Regions from separate parts of the Sus scrofa genome. Here region 1 is linked to region 2. Evidence: chromatin contacts called from public HiChIP or PLAC-seq data. All regions are on one chromosome and are shown on one strand. Each heading gives the region's core, a stretch centred on a gene start, on an enhancer-like site or on the middle of the called end of the contact. The rest is flanking DNA. Distances are from core to core; before and after follow the strand shown. Region 1 overlaps SLC14A2 (urea transporter 2). Region 2 overlaps SLC14A2 (urea transporter 2).

Region 1 (5,599 bases), core at 115-2,614, 290 kb before region 2:
ACGCCAGGCCAAGGAAACGCCTGCAAAAAATACACACCTGGTTTGTGCCAGAAGATCCCAGGGGTAGACCTGCTGGAGTAGGGGTCAGCTGGCAAGACAAAGTGAAGCTGTGTGTCAGAAGCCATACTGTGAAGAGTTCTCGGTGGTAAATTTGGACCCTAGTTCTCCCAACATTAGCAAAGATGGCTCCCACTGTATTGCTCTCATTTTGAAATTCTCCTTCTGGCTCTTTTCTCTAAAAGGCTGTCTGTTTCTGGCACCCATGCAAGAACATGCCCAGTGGGGAGAGGCTGCACCCTCCCTGGCACACGCTTGCACATTTGAGAGGAAAGGGCCTGAAATTAAGGGGTTTCTGGAGTTTTTGGTGTGCATCAGTATGTAGCTGTCCCTCCCTGTGGCCTGTCGGGTTTAAGTCTGAAGGAGACCTTGTCCTGGGGCTGAATCTAAAGTAGTCTCATGTATGTCATCTTGCACCCACCTGAGTTAGGAGGTTGCTGAAGTTCTGGAGAAGGAAACATGATTAAGTTTTCCAAAATTTGTGTTGCATTGATACATTTTGCCCAAGGCTTTGCAATTATGGGAATTTGTGATTATGGGAAAGGAGAATTTCCATAAGTCTCTACAGTCTCAAGATTGAAAGGGATATCCTTTGCCTCTCTCAAACATTTTGTAGTGCCTCCGACTGTTGGCTGCAGTCCCATGACCCCATGAGGCAGGCTGTTCTCACTGTGAACAGCTCTGATTACTGGAAACCCTTGGGTCCGGAGAGCTGACATCAAGCCTCTGGGTTTTACCCATCACTGGTTCCAGTTCTGTCATCCTGTTGGCACAGGACACACCCCCCCCATCACACATGAGAACACTGCAGAGATTAACTCTAAGCCTTCCTTTCTCTACGCTGGACCTCTTGAGCATCCCTCGACTTGGCTCACCAGACAAGATCTCCAGACTCTCTGCCATCTTGCCACTGGATCACAGAGACAGCAGAATAAAAGGCAGGGACCTTGCTCTGAAAGGACCTCGCTGAGCTGGCTGAGTCCCTGCACCAGGGGCTCTGCTGATCTCTGAACCGCGTGGCCAGCTGCTGAAAGGTTGAAATCAGCTGCGCATGGCTGAGTGGATGCTGGAATAGGGACAGAATAGGCCTGTGGGCTGGATCCCCACGGAGGTCAGGGAGGGATAAGGCTGAGAGAGAGTCTTGGTCACTAGACAGATAGGCAGGGGAAAAGAGGAAGGGGCCTGGCCAGCCATTGGGCCAAGGTGAGAGGTGCCTTTCTCAGGGCCAGTTGTGTAAGAGGCTGGCTGAGAGCTGCCTCTTGTTAGGGGTGGCTCAGAGCTTTTCTTGGCAGCTCCAGCCCAGTGAGTCTAATGTGGGCTGAGCAGAGCCTGACTCACTGGGGCCAGAGGGTCAAGCTGGGAGGGACTGGGGCAGCATGGGTCCTCTGAGCCATGCACAGACTCTGGGGTTGCACAGTTGGTGCCTATCTTGCTGGCTCTCCTGCAGGACCAGGGCTGGGAATCTAACCAGGGCCCTCAGCTGAAAGGCTCAGGAGCCTATGTGGGATGAGAGTAAGAGGCTGGACCTTTGATCTCTCCCTTAGACTTTCTTTCTTTCCTTCTTTCTTTTTCTTTCTTTCTTTCTTTCTTTCTCTTTCTTTCTTTCTTTCTTTCTTTCTTTCTTTCTTTCTTTCTTTCTTTCTTTCTTTCTTTCTTTCTTTCTTCTTTCTTTTTTCCTTCGCTTTTTTAGGGCCGCACCTGAGGCATATGGAGGTTCCCAGGCCAGGAGTAGAATTAGAGCTGTAGCTGCTGGCCTATGCCACAGCACAACAATGCTTCCTCAGATTTTCACCTGTGTTTGGAAGGATATTCAGAGGGGTGCCCACGCCCTTCTCGGCGGACACTTCTCAAGTGGTCTGACCCTTCCCCAGGCTGGGTACTGGCCCCTGTCTCACCATCCCAACAGCAGCCATTACTGGGCCACCATACTTCTGCTTGAGGGCCCCAACCTACATTAGTCTGCTCTCTGCCACTGGGCCAGGCCCTCCCCTGTCCAGGCCGGCCCCCTAGTCCTCTCCATGTCACCACTGGTGATGGATGAGTCATCTTCAAACACTGCTTGGTCATGCCATGGCCCCAAAAGCTTCTGAGGTGCTCTGCACCTGTCTTGCCACCTCCAGGCATGACCCGTGGGGCTCAGGTGGCACAGGGGAGCTCGCTGCTCTGGGGGTGAAATGTTTTTGGAGGGAAATAGTTGTATATTTAAGCAAATATGGCATATTACAAAGTAGAGTGCACACTTTCTTATTTTCAAACATTTTGAGTCTGTAGGTGGCTGCTTCAGGTGTGTCTTCAAACCACCTGGGGACAATGTGTGGGTCAGTTGGGGCTACTTGAGGGAAAAGTTAAGCAGCCTCAAAAGTGGCAACTGTCCTCGCTCTGCTGTGGTTCTGCCTCTGGGCTGGGCCCCTGTGCCTGAGCTGATTTCTAGCTTCTCCGTCCACAGCACTTGTCCTTTTCCTGTGCAGGAGGCCTCCTCAGGCTTGATTCTCTTCAAGTGTGTTGTTCTCCATTGTCCACCTGGATCCTGTCCCCAACCCACCCCCATTGTTACCATGGTGACTTCCTGATCACCCACAGGTGTTCTGACCTTGCCTTTGACCTGTGGGGGTTGGTATCTGTTTCACAGTGTAACAGCCACACACCTACACACACCCTACATGCACACTCTCATCCACACATGCAGTCATGTGCACACACACACACACTCACGCATTCACACATACACACTCATACACTCACAGGATACTCTGCACATGCACTCATGTACATGCACATACACCCACACACTCTCACATATATCTCGTGCACACATACACACAAATACACACTTATACTCACTCACACACAAGTATACACAGGCACACTCTGTGAACGTGACAAATTCTGCACTGCTGTAAAACTTCATGCACATAGTATTTCACATTTCATGAAGCATTTGCTTCCTCAAAAGATGCCATGATGTGGGGAGAAGTAGGCTGGTGTAGTCTCATGTCACAGGCTCAGAGAAGTGAGGGCGGCTGCCTACAGTTCCATGGGGGTCAACACAGGAGCTGGGCCTGTCCCTGCCTCCTAAGGCTCAGACCTGGCTCTTTTTGCATCATCAACTCCTTGCTATGGATCCTGGACTCTTCCCTGAAGATGCTGCTCCTCCCACACAGAGACCAGAGCCTGGTGAGCCTGCCACTGTTCTTGGGGTCTGTCTTGGATTTTGGTCTTTGGATGCAGTGCACACAAACACACATCTCCTTTGAGGGGACAACAGAATGCCCTGGGACTTTGCCTGTATAACCGGGGTGGTATGTGCCCCATCTGTCACTGAGGCAAGGATAGAGTTTTGCACTTGACTGCTTCAAGGGCTTCATTTAGCATGTCCATAAGGCCCCTGAGCCATCCCCTTTCTTTTCAACAAAACCTTGATTCCCACTGCACCCCCTCCCTGCATAGATGTTTGTTTTCTAAAAGCGACACTGATTAGAGTCAGGAGTCAGGCTGTCCTGGGAGGGTGTGGAAACTGGGACAGATCCCATCAGGCGCTGTCCCTGGAACCTCTTATTCAGGGAAAACAGAGTCAGGTGAACATGGAAGGCCTTCTGCAGACAGAGTGGAGGCGTTTAGAAGGGGGCCAGGAGGGGTGATGGCAGGGGGAGGGGAGGCACTTAATGGGCTGCTGTTAAATGTCAGCTCAAGAGGCCAATGGGCTGGATTTCCCTAGCTCAGGATCCTGTGTGTCTCACGCTCCATAGCTTTATTTTGTTTTATTTTTTTGGCCACATCCATGGCGTGTGTAAGTTCCAGAATCCACGTCATCACTATGACCTGAGGCACTGCAGTGACAAAGCTGGATCCTTAACCTGCTGAGCCACCAGGGGACTCCCATATGGCACATCTCAGCATACTGTGATGCACTTAGGACTTGGCTCCCCCACCACCAGTCACCCTGTCTCCATAACTGGCTTTACACAAGCCATTTTCTGCACATGATGAACCCAAGCACCGTTTTCACCTGGCCTGGTGGGAACCAAGTAGGGATGAGTTGTTTTGAGAGCACCTCTCCCCCCTTCCTTTCATTAGGATGCAAATCCTCTTTCCTTTAAACTCTGAGAGCAGAGCTCTCAACCTTGAGGGCACACAGCCATCATTTTCCTCTGGGGAGCTTTAAAAAATCCTGATGCCTGGGCTTCTTCTGCGGAGATTCTGACTTAAGTGGTCTGGAGTGCAGCCTGGGATGGTTAAAAGCTCCCCAAGGATGCTGATGGGCAGAGCGGGTTGAAAAGCGCTGACCTAGGTCTCTGCATCTGTTCTTGCTGACAAGGTCCACTCCTTCCTGCTCAGGGCAAGCCCTGAGCATCAGCTCCCTCCCCCAGGAGTAGAATCTCTATTTGAAACCCCACGGGGTTCCTCTGCCCCTTCAGGTTTGAGCAGTGCAGGTGCAGGGGTCTCACCTGGGGGCAAAGGTGGGCAGTGGGTGCGGAGAACTAGAAGAGGGGAGAAGGGCAGCAGAGGGTCTGGAAACAATCTTCATTCATTTCAAAAGCTTTGTTTAGTGGTCAAAGCATTCAGTAGACATGCAGAAGCAGATAGATTTAGGAACAGCAAAACCAAATCAAAACAAAAGTTAGATTTATGACTTTAATTACATGTCATTTACCTCCTCTGTCTCTAGATGAAAAGTGTCTTTTCCACTATGTGCCCTAATCTCTTCCAGCATGTGCCTTGGCCTGTAGAAGATAAGTTTCCTGTAACCTGCCAGGGTTGTAGCAACAGCCTACTTCTAAGGAAGCTAGTTGTAGGGGCTGCACATTTTCAGAAATAAAAAAAATGTGCTACCTATGGAAATGGAGGCTCATTCTGTTGTTGGAATATCTAAATTGGATGCTCATGTTTGCCCTCTAAACCCACACAAGTCCATAAAGAGGAAATATAGATGGGCTGTTGATTTGCCAGCTCCAAAGAGAATGAAAGCCTGGAGCCCCACTGGGGTGAGTGGAAGTGAGGGGGCTTTCATTGTGGCACCTTCAGGCAGCCTTGCCATGAGCATCAGTGGGTGATGAACCCAGCAGCAGGGTGACACCCGGGAAGACCTGGGTGATGAGCAACTAGGTTGTGCACACAGAGAGGGGAGGACAGAGGGGGCCCTACCTGGAGTGGAGAGAGGTGTTTTGAGGAGGCAATGGGAAGAGAAATAGTGTAGGGATTAGCTGGAAAGGAAGGAAGAAGTGGGAAGATGGGGGAATTCTAGACACAGAGAATAAGAAGAGTAAGCAGAAAGGAGGGTGTGACTGAGGAGAGGAAGGAAGAGAAAATGATGTTCTGGCTCAGTGGGAGATTCAGGAGTCACAAATCTAACTTTTGTTTTGACTCTGGCTTTGCTGTTCCTAAATCTATCTGCTTTTGCTTATTTACTGAAGGCTTACCATGTGCTAGAGATAAAAGCTGTGCTGAGAAGGGGCAAAGCCAGGCTGCAGAGGCGTTGGGGGGAGCAAGGCAGACAGACCTTCCTGAGCCACTTGTTTCTGCTCTGAAGGGGCATCAGCCTTCA
Region 2 (5,539 bases), core at 2,681-5,180:
CATTGGAGGAATGTGAAATCTAGGGTGGGATTCGCAAAATGGTTTAAGGTTTGCTTTTGCACACATACTTTTTTTTTTTTCCAAATTTGTTTGGGTTTGGAACATAGTATAAGAAAAATAATGGGACTTGCAATGGACTTGCAATGTGCTTTCCATAATTGCTTTTCACAAACCCATTGGCCCCTCCCCCAGTGTTCCGTCATCACCCCTCCACAGCTTCCCATCTTTAGTGTCAGTCATGTGCTTCTTACATAACATGGAATCCACCAGTTGGGGAAAAGCAAGAGGAGGAAGATTGAATCTTGACCCAATCTCATATGAATCTTTTGTTACCCTGCCAATGTCATGATATCCAAATATTCCTCCAAGAAGTTGACACAGCCCCCGAAGGAGTAACTGAGACTTCATGAATCTAAGCACTGAGTTGTCTTATCTGAGCCCCAAAGCAGCTCTATCCCAGCAAAACTTCAGTCCAACTCAAGCCCTAAAAATGTTGACAGTGCTGATTACACTGTTACACTGCCTTCCAAGACTTTGTCTATCTTTTCTGTCTCCGGTCCTGTGTTGAGTGTTGAATTTAGTGATAACAGGATAGAGGGTCTAAGAGGCTGAGAGATGACCCAGACATCTTCCTTGGGCCACAGGCAGTTTCTAAGACATTCTTCCTGGAGTTTCCAGGTCATCGTCCCCTCTTGTTGTGCAGACACATGTACCTTCAGGAAGAGAAGTCACTCATTTTCACAGAAGATGCCAAACTCATGAGGCCAGGGAAGAGAAAGTGCTAGAATCTCTACTTCAGTAGAGGGGAAATTCTTATGGAGACATTTTTTTTTGCTTTTGCTTTGTTTTTCCAGTTGTTACAGGAGCTATGGTGACCATACCCGCTTAATTTTCTGGGCAGTCTGATTTGAAAATTCTCTTCAGTTATCTCTGTGCAAACATGATATTTGTCAAAACATGTCCATTTTTTAGTTCATAAAAATGTAGATACCATAATATTTCTATAGTTTAAGAAACCTCATTCAAAGGTTTCCTAAGAACTCACTAAACCTTATTATTTTCTTCCCTCATCCCTACCCCCACAGCTTAGTTAGGTAAATATGCAGTAGATCCAACCAATGTCATGACAAAAGTGCCCACTGATGAACGGATACCCACATGGTTATATAGGTTCAACAGAGTATTAGGCATCCTTCAAAAGGAATGAAAATTTGACATATGCTTCAGTGTGGATGAACCTTGCAAACATGATAAATGAAATAAGCATGATACAAAGAGACAAATATATAATTTCACTTATAGGAGGCACCTAGAATAGGGAAATTCATAAAGACAGAAAGTAAAGATTCTGAGAGAGGGAATGGGAGGCTATTATTTTTTGAGCACAGAGTGTCTGTTTGGGTTGATGAAAAAGTTCTGGACACAGATAGTGGTGATGGTTGGTGACACTGAATATACTTAATGCCCCTAAATTGTACACCTAAAAATGGTTAAGATGGTAAACTTTACACTGTGCATATTTTATCACAATTAAAAAAAAAACAAAGTTTAGGGGTTATTGGTTTGGAGATCCTTATTACTGGAAAAAGAACTGCAAATGTACATTCTTCGAGGTAAAGAAATACATTAATTACATACAGCTGCAATCAAGTAGATGGAACCACCATAGTAGAAAACTAATTTCAGATAGGACATTAACTTGAATCAGAGACATTTTGGACAGAGCATCTTTTATTGAGAGTGGGTCTGTGTGGTAACCCTCCATGCCTGAAGAACCCTCCATGCATCAGGAATTTCCTAAAGAGGCTTCCTATGCCCTAGACAGTAATTGAGGGTAGGAAGTTTGCTTATTCAGCATGCAACACTAAAGAGGAATGCTTGGAAGAAAAGTCTGCCCTCATTTCTTAGTACTTGTGTTCAGAGAGCACCAACACTAGAGCTCTACACTTTTATGTAATAACTTTGCTCACTAATAAATGGAACTGAGCGCCATGATCTGAGAAATAACAATGAGCCCTTTTTGTCCAGGAGTGCAATGGCACCGGCGAAATCACTAGGGAGAAGTTTGGCAGAAGGGCAGAAAATTGAGGAGGAAAACACTTTTGTTCTTCTCTCCTGGTATAACTCCTTTGCTGCCTAAAGTGCTTTCTCTTCTTCATCATTGCTTTCCCATATATTTAGGTTATTGATGATATGATCCCCAAATTCAGGGGAATGGTCCTGTGGGATGGGAAAATTACTGAGGATTAAAATGAAGTGCCACCAAGAGGAAGAGGGTCATTACTATTCATGAGATCAGAGCCAAATCTCAGAAATGAGGAGTAAAATAAAACCTGTGAAGATCATGCATTCAGGTGGAAATGCCTCTAAGAGAAAATTGTGGTTCTGGGAAATTTACCCATATCAGACACATTTCAGATAGTACATTTCTGATCACTTTTCTTTCTGGCTAGCAAGAAGCAAAACATGTTTAAAATAAATAGCACCATCTTGGCAGTCCCCTCCTAATTTGGAAAGATGTAGAAAAGTGTGAATGAAAGGTCACCCAACTAAGTATCGAGGCCAGGTTGGAATGTAGACTGCCACTGCGTGTGCCTCAAGGTCAATCACATCACTGCTTTAATCCTCAGCTTCCCCACAAGACAACGGAGGGGCTGGTCTAGAGCAGCAATGGAAACCGAGGTGTGCTTCCAAGTGTGATCTAGGAAATACATATGTCTGGGATCTCACTGCCATTTACCCATTCAGACTCAGGATGTGTGGATTAGGAAGATATGTACAGCAAGAAGTTGGGGAGTTGAGAGAGGAGCACATGCACACACAGGCTTTAAAAACAGTTCCCCTGAAGATTAATATGCATCCCTGGTTACCATAAACTGATGAAAATTAGAGCTGAAGTCACTTTTACTTCCAAGATTCTGTTCTAAAATTCCTAAGATTTTATTAAATAAAAACAACAACAACAAAGACTAAAAATACCCACTTAGACCATTAAATATGTATGGCTGTTAAATGATCAAATGAGAAAATAATGCATATGGATGTCCTAGAATATAGGGCTATACAAATGTAAGCAGTTATTAGGGCTCCCTTAATTCTGTGCATTATCCAAGTGGTTCATCAAACATTAATCAAATCCTCTTAGATTAGAAATTCTGCCTAATGGTAAGCCTAGGGAATAAGATTTACAGTTGGCACTTTTGCTTGAGTTTCTCTTAGTGAGAGTATTTGCCAGTGTAATAATATTTTTGTTTTCTGACAATGTGAATGCCTATGTCAAAAGAAGAAAATCTAGACATGTACCCATTTCCCAGGAAAGGTAAGCCATGGAAAGCCTGGATTTATCTAAAATCTACCCATTTTTCCCCATCTCAGAAGCTATGTATCATGAACATTTCTAGTTTTACCAGTGAAGCATGTGTCATTTTATTGTTACCACCCTGTCACCAGAAGCTGGCACCCATCCCCGAGTCGTGGCTTCTTGAATGACCCCTGAGGTAGAGTTGGTTAGTAGTCCTCAATGAAGGGAAGTTTTTGCCTAGAAACCTTCATTTCCACTGAGCTAATGAGAGGGCTGTCACCTAAATTTTCATTGCTTTAAGAGCAAGTGGAGGCTGACAGTTTCCTTTCAAGCTTGAATGATGAAGAGAAAACATCCCACAGCCTCATCTGGCTGCCTTGCTGCGAGGTAATGAGCCCTGTGCAGCACCCTTCTCTGCTAGACTGAGATGACCTTCTGTCTGGTAATGCATCAGGGAAGAGTGAAAAACACACTGCGGGGCCCGCCAACAATTCCCCCACAATGTGCTGTATGTGCCAAACAGTTTAGTAAATAGATCTCAAATTACGTGTTGAAACCTATTCCAATGTCTTGCAACAGAGCATATCTCAATCTAAAGGTCATGCTTTACTTTGCAAAGACCTGGTAGGGAGAGGTCTCGGGAAGGGGGCGGGGTGGCTGGAAAGGGAATGTCATGGAGGTACAGGTCAGGAGATAAAATATTTGTAGCATTTAAAAACAAATTTCACAACCTTCCCTGGCTAATTGCATTCTATTCTCAGTCCAGACAGGGAATTTTATTTGCTCCCCATCTTGTTCCAAGATTTGCTGGAGTTTCTTGGGATAGGGTAACACATGGGATAGGGAGGGGGAAGCTGGGCTCTGTCCTGCAAAAGCTGGGAGAGGGTAACTGATGGGGTAAGGCCAACATGGAGTTCAAAAGGCTCCAACTTTCCTGACTTCTTCCTTTTGTTCCATTTCTTTTCTTTCTTTTTCTTTATCTTTTTCTTTTTTGATGTTAGCTGTTCATTTCAACTTTCCTGATTTCTTTTTCTTTGCTTTTAGACTCCTTAAGGGAGGAAAAAAGGAGGACTTAGAGATGTGAATCTTCCTTAAAAATAATTGCCAGACATTGCCTGGGTGCAGAGAAGAGTAAAAAGATTGAAAAAGCTTGGAAAAAATCTGGTCTTGCGAGGAGGACAGGGAATCAGTGGCTGACTTCATGGAATGGTTTGAAAACTGCCTGGAGAAGGAACATCCAACATCCACCATATTGGCTTCACTACTGAGGATCCTTAAAAAATGTTTTACTTTGATTTTATGGATACTTTTTGAACATCTATTATGTTCATAGTGGTGGAGGGTATCAAAAGTTCAATATCTGTCTCCAAAGAGCTCACTCCCATTTGAGTGAAGAGCATTTACCCCACTATTCTCACTAAGCACATTACTATTTTGTGTTTTCAAATTATAGTATCTCTCACATTTTATCTTTTTCCCTGCTCCCCACTACCATTAAACTTGAAATGTCTAATGCACACATTTTTATATATGTATATATAATGATTTTTATTTTTTTTCCATTATAGCTGGTTTATAGTGTTCTATCAATTTTCTGCATGGTGACCCAGTTACACATACATGTATACATTCTTTTTTCTCACATTATCATGCTCCATCATAAGTGACTAGACATAGTTCCCAGTGGTAGCTTGGGGTTAATAGATGCAGGACACACATTTTAAATCGAGTGCTAAGTGTAGTTCAACAAACATCTTTAAGAACAACAATGGGAAGAGAAAGAAAAACCTTTTACTTCCCAATATCTATTAGTCCAAGAGCCCAAGAAATTGTGACGTTTTGGGCAGTAGGAGGAGGGAGCCAGGCTACACACTTGTCCATTGAGATGAGAACCTTCATTTATTTGGGTGGCTGCATCGCAACAGCACTCTAAAGAAGGAAGTGCCCAGATGCTGTGGGAGCATCCTCAATCCCCAGAACGCATTGACTCAATGACATTCAGTTGAATCTCAGTAATGGCTGATATTTGAATTTTTTTAATCTACAATATGACAATTTTTTAGAGCTCAATCCAATACAGAGCAGAATTTGGAAGAGTCAAAATGGAAGTAAAAACAATCAGAAGGAAAGAGAAAAATATGATCAGATTTAGGATTTTGTGCTTTTGGAATCTCCATTCCTTTCTAGCTATGAACTGAATGTTTGTGTCTCCCACAAATTATTGTGTTGAAATCTACT

Evidence for each region. HiChIP or PLAC-seq counts read pairs in DNA pulled down with a chosen protein or histone mark.
Region 1: an H3K27ac HiChIP or PLAC-seq map of skeletal muscle shows a contact between it and region 2, with 6 times the contacts expected there. The contact joins two enhancer-like sites. A contact is called at or near these places in 8 of 47 Hi-C or Micro-C datasets (heart right ventricle, liver, mesenteric adipose tissue and 3 more) and 1 of 2 datasets of contacts at active chromatin or transcription factors (skeletal muscle).

Annotation. Positions count from the first base shown.
Region 1 is chr1:95,250,241-95,255,839 of Sscrofa11.1, reverse strand. The region is part of intron 3 of SLC14A2 (urea transporter 2); the gene reads right to left. Among named protein-coding and RNA genes, the nearest start is that of SLC14A1, 100 kb to the left of the region's middle. Within about 2 kb of position 1,364, at least 19 of the 83 cell types and tissues checked have an H3K27ac peak or open chromatin away from gene starts, as enhancers often do. A contact at or near this core is called in skeletal muscle, where this site is marked.
Region 2 is chr1:94,966,197-94,971,735 of Sscrofa11.1, reverse strand. All of the region lies in intron 2 of SLC14A2 (urea transporter 2), which reads right to left. Among named protein-coding and RNA genes, the nearest start is that of SLC14A2, 130 kb to the right of the region's middle. Within about 2 kb of position 3,930, at least 4 of the 83 cell types and tissues checked have an H3K27ac peak or open chromatin away from gene starts, as enhancers often do. A contact at or near this core is called in skeletal muscle, where this site is marked.